Regions from separate parts of the Bombyx mori genome. Here region 2 is linked to region 1. Evidence: chromatin contacts called from public Hi-C data. All regions are on one chromosome and are shown on one strand. The core of a region is the stretch at or near the end of the contact, and the rest is flanking DNA. Distances in the headings are between cores, read along the strand shown. Region 1 overlaps E74 (transcription factor E74). Region 2 overlaps E74 (transcription factor E74).

Region 1 (5,378 bases), core at 1,830-4,329:
TACGAACCATTGAAAATTGGCGATCACGAATAGGATTTATTAATTTATTGCACTAAATGTGCAAACGAACTTTCTAGGTGGTCCTAGTGTTAAGTGGTTATTGAAGCCCGCGGACATCAAAGCCGCCAACAATCTTAAAACAAAAGTTAAAGCCTCAATTCTATTATATAACGAGATCGCACTCCACAAACCGAAAGACATTGCGGCAGAAATCTGCAGGATGCTAACACCTACCCGTGTGAGTTCACAGTACGTTAGCAAAGGTAAAACGCACAAATAGTGAGAGGATATTACGTTTTCTTTTTAATACGACACAAAAAAAATATCCACAAACTAGCTTGAAACATCGTATCAAGCAAACCGTTCTAGTAACCTGATTTTTTCTTTTTCTGCAGTGAAAAACAATAATAGAAAATAAACAACTGTTCAGTTATCCAACACGTGCTTCTCTTTATCACACGAGCAATATTATACCAGAGACATTTAGATTTGCAAATAACAAAACACTAAATCAGTAGTTGTGTTGTGGCAAACAATTGTGGCAGTGTAGGTACTACGCAGTACCTACACTGCCACAATTGTTTGCTACGAGTTGCAGTGCAGTCTGTGAAGTCTTGACCAAATAGAGCTGCTGATGAGAGGTCATCGTAAATGACACGGGAAACTGTCGACATACGATATACACGTGGTACCAACAGAAAACGACTTTAGCGTTTGCAAACCACACAAAAATAATTCAAACATTTTTATTCCATCACGTATTAGTAAGTTAATCACTGATTTGAATGCTAAAGATTTAAATCGCCTAGGTACCTTTAATATACACTTAAACTATCACTAATCATTATAAATTTATTTATTGTAGTTAAAATTTTATGATCGGTACTGTAGGTAGGTACCTATATGCTGATAAATTTATGTAAAATTAGAAATACTTTATATTGACCAAATTCTAACATCATATAATTATTTTCTTTAAGTATAATTAATTATCTAAATATGCTAAATACCCCTTCGGAACACTGATGCAAAATGATTGATCTAAAATGGCGTCCGGTTGCAAGGAAGTGTAGGAATTCGCGGGACGCGTTAGAGGGAGCGCGGGGGGAGTGGTTGGGGCGGGAGGAGTGCGCGGGAAGGGGGCGAGGTGACCTTCGCGCGTTGATGCAATGTCGCCGTGTCATTGACCACGCTGCGCCGCGCGCAAACAGTTGCAGCCACGTCCCCCCTCGCCACCTCTCCCTCTAGTCCCTCCCGCCCTCTCCCGAACAACTCGCTAACTTTTTGCCTTCTCCACAACAAATTTTGAAGTTAGAAAACTATTTTTTTCAAGTAGATCTATTTAAGATACCCTAATTTTAAAGTATGTATGTAAATTATTGATAATTACTTGGAACTGAAATTGTAAAGAGTAATAAAAATACTTTCTCGTAGATGTAAATGAGTTTGATAATAAATAAGTTACGGAATTTTTAAACTAGAACGTAATTTAGGTTAAAAACGATAAGGGCAATTGTAATTAAGTAAGTATTAAAATTCTGAATCCACTTCCTCGATTAACAACAGTTTTCAGTGCGTTGACTTCGCTGAAAATACATAAAACACATTTCATGTAATATTAATTAGTTTGTATGGTCTTTTTCATTAGTCGCTTGTTGAAGTTAAGGTCGTTCACCGCAGCTTACCAAAAAGAATGTGATTATATTGTGTCCGCACAATCCCAATATAATTCAAAGAAAAGCTCGACATCCAAAGTTAGCTACATAATAACATTTCTGTTCATTCTTCTACATACGTATAATTTTCATTTATACTTTAAACATTTTCATATTTCATAATGCTCATCCTGTAAGTTTACTGAGTGAAAGAGGCAAATCTAGTATCTGTGTGTATGTAACTGTTATGGATAACTTGAAACATAGTTGTATAAAAAAACGCATCGCATTTAAAAAATAAAGCAGCGTTTGTTTGCACATGCTCAAGTCTTTTTTTTCTTTTGTAAATTAGGCGCGTTCCCTTTGCTTGGCGCCATACTTTTATCAAGAAAATCGGTTTTCGTCCCGGATTTTTCGTATCGGAATATTTGATTTCTTTTCAAAAATTTTTATTTTCTCATAACTAATATTTTCTGTTTATACGTACTTAAATGATGATTTATAATATACATTTATATCTACATTAATTCAAACTCGTATTTAAATATCAAAATGAGTAATTATTTGCAAACAGACATCAAGCCGCCGCCATTACCTACTGTTACCGAAACAGATAATATAAACTCGAGACTCACTCACAATAACTTACAAAATAAATTATATTACACATTAAACAACGCAAAACACAATACAATTAATAATACAAATGTTTTTACAGTTGCATTAGTTTACGTAAGCGGGGTGCAAGAACCGCGCGGGTTCACCTTCAGTTCCCAATCCACGGGTTGAGGTCGTATCGCCAATAACAGATATTGATACCGCGACAAACAACGCGTAGCGGTGACTTTCGAACGACGCAACGCTAAAGTCGAAGTGTCAAAAGAACGCTTATAAGGCGCGACGCAAACCGGCCATCTTAACATTGATTCTTGTCAAGTATTTATTACCTAACTGATGTAAAATTTACTATTTTGAATGTTGTTATGTTTAATGTAATCTGATCATCATTCAATAATACGCCCTTTGATTGGCTTTGAATTTGAAACTTATTTGAATAAAAAAAAAAAACTGTAGGTAATAAAACTTTCTTAAGAAAATTCCCGTAGTAACGTAACCAGAATACTATTTTGGATTAAATTATTTTATTCATAATGCTAATCAAACTTCTTATAAAATAAGTAACAGAAAAGGGAAGGGAAAGAACAAAAATCTAAACAAGAACAATAATAATTTTACAATGTTAATAAAACTTTGGCTGTAATCCAAATCAACAAAATAATCGTATCAAAAATGAACTCTCATACAAAAAAAAGTGTATGTTAATCTGTGCAACGCGTAAACATGTAACCGAACCTGACCTTACACAACGGCAGCCATTGCGTATAGCCCGGCCGAGACAAACGGCGCTCTCATTCCGAACGTAACGCATACAGCAAGCTGATAACTGCATCCGGCAGTATAACCGATAACGCTATCTGACGACGCGGCCGAGTGCAACTCTTTTAAACGTTTTAAAACATGTACAAATTTATTGAACCAACATCGAATTATAGAGTCCATTGATTTAGGTTCTAAACAGCCACTAAAAAGGTTTAGTACCTACTGTTTACTAACCAAACAATTGGCATGTATATCTCAAATAGTTCAGTTTAATTTTGACATACAAAAAAAAAAACGACTGGAAATAGTAAATTTATAGGAAAATAGTATCGATACCACAAAACTATAATTGCGTTACCACAAAACTATCTAACGATTGCAATGGCATTGAATTCTAAATACCATTACTTCCGTACTTTACGCAAGAATTAGGAAAAAATGGAGTAAGTTGCAATATACAAAATTTTTGTTATAATAGGTACCCCGATTACTTGCTCGCCTAGCTTGATTCTAATATTCTAATTAATTCAAACTGAGCAATAATGGTAAGAATAATAAAATTGCTTTTGCTGCAATATATTATTGAATGTATGTAGGTACAATAAAATTTAAGCAAATAAGACTTCCAATTGAATTTCGATCTAATACATTATCAATCACTTGAACTGTTGATGTTTTTTAAAATAAGTAGTTGAAATTGATTTTCCTCGCTTCATTCTTCTCATTCAAGGTTTTCAAATGTCAAAACAAAATACATATTACGTACGTATATCAATATACCTACCTAGTAATAAAACAGTAGAATGCGGTGAGCCAAGCCGCTGCCTACTTTTCTTCAACATACCAAACGTTGAAGAAAAGTAGGCAGCGGCTTGGCTCTGTCCCTGGCATTGCTGAAGTCCGTGGGCGACGGTAAACACTCACCATCAGGTGGGCCGTTTGCTCGTCTGCCTACAAGAGCAATAAAATAAGATAAAAGTAGAAAAGATTTAACTGAAGAACATGAATCAGTGATATTTAGGATTATAGTCGGTCCATTTTTTTGCTCTTACATATCTCCGGAACAGCGCAACGGATTCTAAAGTACCTATAGTTGTCACAGAAAGAGGCAAACTTGCCAAAAAGCTATCTTATTATATAAAAGTTTTTAATACTAATGCAGGTAATATTAATAAAAAAGTATATGGTTGTTTCGTTTACACACCCTAATAACTAAACCGGCTTTGGCGAAATCATGTATAGAAATGGTTTGTATCATATAAATGTAAGCTACTTTTTATTCCACTGCTGTCCACTTATCCTCGCCCAGGCGATGTAAAGTGTGGTGATAACATGAGTTCTGATTTAACAAATTCTACTTTCATGAAATTAATTAGAATGATGACCATTGTCACAATATTTCTTCCATTAACATAGATATCTACCCCATTCAAATCTTGAATATAATTTCTACGGAATATGTTCAATGCAGTACTTAATTGTATCGGTACGTAGATGCTAACAACTTCAAATGGGAAAAGAGTCTAGAGGCATTAGTATAGTATACAGTAGAATATCACTTGTAAATTTTTACGAAGAAATCTCTAATCGACAATTGCGTTTGATCGCTCTCTCTCTCTCTCTCGACTTCCAATGTAGTCCGATAAGAAAGCTACAAAAGATTTTCAATAATGGTTTTCTGCTTCCGTAATTAATTCTAAACTAACAAAGGAGAGACTGAACGTAGAGAAGAAAACGAATATAACATTATTATCCGAAAACTAACGCGGTAGACTGGAACGAAACGCGTAGGAGACAAAAATGTGAGTTAGATAAGCAGGAACTTCCCATTTAGATAATGAGTTGACGACCGACGGGCGACGTAACCATACTGTGTAGTCTATGTCACGTACGTAAAATTAAAAAAAAACATTATTACGTAACACGAAACTTTAATAAAATATTAAAACATGTGCTCGGTTTTGTCTGGATATGTGGCTGCGTGCATAGCTTTACCAGTGCCTCTTTATCGTTAATTGATGAGTAATTAAAGAAGCTGAGGCGTTTATATGTAAATTCTTTAAAAAACACTATAATCGAACAGTAAGTATATATATATACATTCTGACTCCACAAACATTCGTTATCAAATACATTTATTTCACATGTGGAAATATAATATAAGGAGAGATGGTACATCTGAACTTTGTCGAACCACGCACGTCATGGTTACGGTGTTCGCACGTTTGCACAGTTGCCGTCCCACAATGAACTTACCACACCGTTTGCCGAACGGTAATCGTTTCCGTATTTGCAAATCGTTTGCTGATTATTTTTTTAATTCGTTTCATTGTTTAACCTTTT
Region 2 (5,378 bases), core at 1,781-4,280, 79 kb before region 1:
GCGTCATAAAAACGATCTTGGAACTGTGGATGTTCGCTCTGATTACTGTTAAGGATGAATTCTGGTTCAGTGCGGGGCGGTCTCAAACCCTTCCTCGGAACACTTCCCACAGAACGTACGGTATAGCAATGAAGTAATTTAGAAAATTAACACAAAACAATATCTTTAGATAGAACTTAGTTTTGTTATTCTGACACAATTTTTTTCAATTCAATACAGCTGATAAATGTAATTGTCTCAAACGACAGCAGCGCGACCTTGTTCACCTCTAGCTGTCTACAGCTCCCGAAAATACCCATGACCCGCGCCCCCCTGTGACCTTACTTAGTCCACGGACGTCCCGGGCCAACGAACTACAAGGGCAAAGGGCTTGCATAAACCGTACTCCATCGTTGCGTGTGTGTGCGTAATATTACGGCTCTTTATTCGATGATGCTATTTATTGTTGTGTGTGTTAGTAAGACGAATAGATACCGCTTGTGGATTACAAGCGACACTTTTGGTGTTCTCCAGTGTTCAGAGTGTGCTGTTTTTACGTTAACCGGCTCGTTGTGGATGCAAAGTTTGGTTTTTGATACAATTTCGGTACGAGGCATCTTGGCGGCACCGATTAACCTGGGTGCTCTGACGTGACCAAACCTGACGGCAATCCAGGAGAACTGGAATATGATTTATCAGACTCTATTATAGACATGTATAAATATGTTTATAATTGATAAAACTAAATCATATGAACTACATGGTTGGCGCCATCATTTTGCGTGTATTTCTCTCTGGTCAGTACCAGAGTTTCATAGTCGAGATTCCAATAAAATTGAAGTTTCGATCAGGCGTCTTTCTTTGGTAGCAGCGTGGGTTTTCGTAGCGGCCAATAAAAAAAATATCTCTCGATTTTAAGAATAAGTTTTTCGAATTGTTGTTACCTTCCTTTAACGCACCGATGAACTTATCTAAGTCCTCCAAATCCTGATACAGGATCGCAATAATGTACAAAACGCTCGTGTAAAGTGATGTTAAACAAAGTCAACTCACGCTATGGCCTTCCCGAAGGCGAAGAGTGTCCTCGAGAGGTCATACGATGTTGAATATACGCTGCACAATATTAAATGAAAACAATACATTCTGATTCGATTGTGCAATAGTTAGAGCCCCTGACCGTTGTGTCTAGGGTTGTGGATTTGATCCCCACATTGGGCAAACATTCGGGTGATGAATAGGTATGTATTAAAGATAAAGATAAAGAAGCCTTTATTAACAACCTTAATTCATATTTAGGTACATACTATTCTTTTTTTTTTGGGTGTGTATTATATATATATATATATATATACCAGAGTCTCTTGTACTCATAACACAGGGAATCCTATTTTCAGGCCGAATAACCGTGTGTGATTTGTTCCCAGTTATTTATTTATTATGAATTTTCTCAATAAGTATAGATGTGTGTTTTGCAGTCGCAATGAACTCATAGGGAAGATACGTACGTAATTAGATTAAAATCTAATAATAATAAATGAGTTTTGCGTTTACTTCTAAAACTGTGGGAACACCCACCGAATACAATGAGACCCGCTATCAGCATTTATGTCTAAATAGATCGTCAATCTACAAAATAAATAAATAAAGAATTTTTTTCAACGATAGACCACATGTGTGATGTGTGACGGTGGCACCATGGCAGTGTGGCCTTAAATCTGCGGACCCTACAGACACGGCTCACTGAGTTTCTCGCCGGATCTTCTCAGTGGGTCGCGTTTTCGATCCGCTGGTAGATTCTGCGAAACACTGCTCTTGCTAGGCTTAGTGTTAGCAACGACGTCAGGTTAGAGCCCCGTGAGCTTACCTACTAGTTTGGCGAATCTAGAAATAACCCCTCGAGGTAAGGATTTATCGGTGAATGGGCAACAACGCTTTTGAGTACTATACCAACGTATTCCGAACGATAATCGACCGACGGTAGGGCCACAATAAGCCTTAACCCGCGGGGTAGGTCCCACAGACCTGTCTGTTCCAGCCGCGAAGCAATACCGTTGAGACTGCCTTCTGCTTTCTGCTGTGAAGCAGTAATGCGTTTCGGTTTGAAGGGTAGGGCAGCCGTTGTAACTATACTGAGACCTTAGAACTTATATCTCAAGGTGGGTGGCGCATTCACTTTGTAGATGTCTATGGGCTCCAGTAACCACTTAACACCGGGTGGGCTGTGAGCTCGTCCACCCATCTAAGCAATAAAAAAAAGGGTGCGCGTACTTATATACGCGCGTAAGAAGTTATACTTTATTTTTATTAAATTTGTTTCTTTTATTTATTTATTTAAATATATATTAATCAATTTGAAAAAAAATCGATTAAACAACATCCTCAAACACGCATATTGGACATCCCTTTTCTTGACATCGTATAAATTCGGTAATTCTCGGTACGGTTCGGAAAGTTCACCTGCGGCTATATTCAGACTCGCCCAGTTACGTCGGTCGTATTGTAATGAGCGATTTATTGGGCAACTTCATTCTGTTAATTTTGTGTCACGGTACGCGCGCATCGTAAAATTTCACTCTCATCAATTTTTCATAACGCGCCTAAAGAAGTATAACTTAAAAATAAATAAATAAAAATACTTTGATCTCATTTCTTGAGGCAGGTGACGTCATTCACGAAGTGATGTCCACGGACTCCACTGTACACCGCCGACCGTGAGCTCGTTCAGCCACAAACGTTTAATACAGTTCCATGCCCGTGAAACGCGGCCCAAGTATCAAAACTATTTACGTTGCAATGTCGTAATACTCGCGAGCACATTAGGTGACCCTTAATTAAGATTACACTATAAGAACAAACAAAGTTTACGTATATTGGATCAGCCGTATACAAATAGTAAAAAAAAAGAAACAAAGTTATATACAAAACAAACATCTCCGGGAATAGTAAAAAAACTTTTCCTATAAGAAATTAGTTGATGCACACATTGACACCGCTCCGTCGGTGAGAGACTCTACGCACACAGATGTCGCGACGCACACGCTGACATTCGTCTAGACGTTTTGTTCGGATACGTTCCGGGGCTCGACATTCGTCAGTAGGATAGGTCACGGACCACCACGGATATAGGCTTCTCGTTCTAACTCATATCTGCATCCCTTTCTTGTGAATTACAACCAAATATCACCTTTGATCCTGAGACCTAAAGTCCAAAATCTATTAAAAGCGGCTCAGGTATAAATTTCGCTTTCAACCGTGAATTTCGATATGAAAATGACGTAACTGTTGTCTTCGTTTTAAGCGACAGTGTTCTCTATGTCGCGGACGTAAGTTCTCAATTAGCTTGAATAAGGTTTAGGTCCTTCTAGATCTCCTAACATGTCCTTGGTCGGTTAGGATGAATTAGACTTGGGAATAATAATTTATGTAAATGTACAAATATGTACATAGCGTATGTAATGAGAGCGTGTGTACATAGTACATAGTTCTGTACCGACATATGAAAACACGGTGGTGTATATTTATTTTATTAGTTTCAATTAAATTCTCTTGATGAATATGTTTGTTAAAGACTTCACTTTGCCATGGCATTAAAGCTGTCACTGTCTATGCCGTTGATAAGCTTGAATAATGTATGCCTTTTTATAACTTTTAATATCTAAAGTAAATATTTGTTTGTTTGTTTGTGTTTGCGTTCACGCGTCGCATATCATGTCCATGTATCAAGTACATAGAAGTAACTATGGTTGCACATTTAACTACTCCTTTGCGAGGAATTTTTTGAAAGACATCTATGATTTTTTTTATTGCTTAGATGGGTGGACGAGCTCACAGCCCACCTGATGTTAAGTGGTTACTGGAGCCCATAGACATCCACAATGTAAATGCGCCACCCACCTTGGGATATAAGTTCTAAGGTCTCGAGTATAGATACAACGGCTGCCCCACCCTTCAAACCGAAACACATTACTGCTTCACGGCAGAAATAGGCAGGGTGGTGATACCCACCCGCGCGTACTCTGAGAGGTCCTACTCAAGGTGGGTGGCGGCATTTACGTTGTAGATATCTATGGGCTCTGGTAACCACTTAACATCAGGTGGGCCGTGAGCTCATACACCCACCTAAGCTATAAAAAAAAACTTAACACCAGACGGGCCGCCCGTCACATTTACCCTTCTAAGCAATAAAAAAATTGTAGCATATTCCATACATGTTTGATACATTAAGTGGCTATTTAAGTCACGCGTGGGTGTTTCAATCGGACGAGAGTTAAAAGTTCAAGGGCGATTGGGCAATCGTACAAATGTATCCAAAGGGTGGGGTGTGAGCCTTCAAGTTTACTGGATCATATGTATTTTATTCCTTTGTGTCTTCGTCAGTGTCATTGAAGTTCCGTCCATCGAAGCTATTCGCTTGTTCCTCTGGGACTAAATGAAGCGTTAATGAGCCTTACCCGCCATGTGGTGCACAGGTGGAGACCGAGCTTGATTAAGTCGAGAAGGAACTGCACTGTATGGGAAATATGTCGATCGCAAAGTGCCATCAGTGCAGGTTGCACTTGTTCCACAAAACGGACTGACTTGTCGCTGCAAATCGCACTGGCAATGCTGAACTTCGGCAAACGCACCATCTTGTAGAGGCAAGCATTGGGGCGTAACAGAAAGCGCGAACCTATCTCCGCACCAGCTCAAGATCTTGCCCCAAACCTGGTCCCTAATTGTAATAAAAAAAAAAAAATACTAACAATCACGCCACGTTAACTGGTCCCGTGCTGAGTTCGTAAAGAACTTGTGTGACATTTCTTTTTTAATATTTATCATACAAATATCTTCCCGCGACCCCCTTGTATAGTGACCATATCACTTACCACTACACCAGACGGCCGTTATATAAGTTCGTATGTCAATTCTGGGACGGTCAATGGATAACCAAAAAAATATTGTTTCGTACCCAATCGTTAGTAGCCAAAGGGGCTCTTTCAAATACACGCGGACTGGTAGCTGAGCTTACTAGGCTCAACCTCAGAGTACTCACATACACTATCCCTAATCAAGCGGTGCTTCACTGATTCTACCACTATATCGGAATCGCGAGCCACTGAGAAGATCTAATATAACGTCAGTGGGTTGTGTCTATGGGCTAACTTGCACGTCGAACTCTTCGACGCATTTGACGGGTCCGACGAGAATAGTGACCGGTGCTTGGAATACTTAGAAACACTGAGAGTGGATCAGGAGGATCCGATAGGACGGGTAAGCTGTTTTACATGCGCAACTGGATGGCGAATGATCACACTCCGTAACCCACACAGCCTGGGTCCTGGAGCACGTGGGCAGCTTACAAAGCCGAAAGTCTTACTGCTTTGCGGCAAACTTAGATAGAATTAGGTTTAAATTTAATA

The links. A called contact is a pair of places that touch in the nucleus more often than the background predicts.
Region 2: a Hi-C map of midgut shows a contact between it and region 1, with 2.1 times the contacts expected there. The contact joins two enhancer-like sites. A contact is called at or near these places in 2 of 7 Hi-C or Micro-C datasets (midgut and whole pupa).

What each region holds. Positions count from the first base shown.
Region 1 is chr15:579,297-584,674 of ASM3026992v2, reverse strand. The region is part of intron 9 of E74 (transcription factor E74); the gene reads left to right. Among protein-coding and RNA genes, the nearest start is that of LOC101739317, 19 kb to the right of the region's middle. Within about 2 kb of position 3,079, at least 8 of the 8 cell types and tissues checked have open chromatin away from gene starts, as enhancers often do.
Region 2 is chr15:658,158-663,535 of ASM3026992v2, reverse strand. The region is part of intron 7 of E74 (transcription factor E74); the gene reads left to right. Among protein-coding and RNA genes, the nearest start is that of LOC134200138, 12 kb to the right of the region's middle. Within about 2 kb of position 3,030, at least 8 of the 8 cell types and tissues checked have open chromatin away from gene starts, as enhancers often do.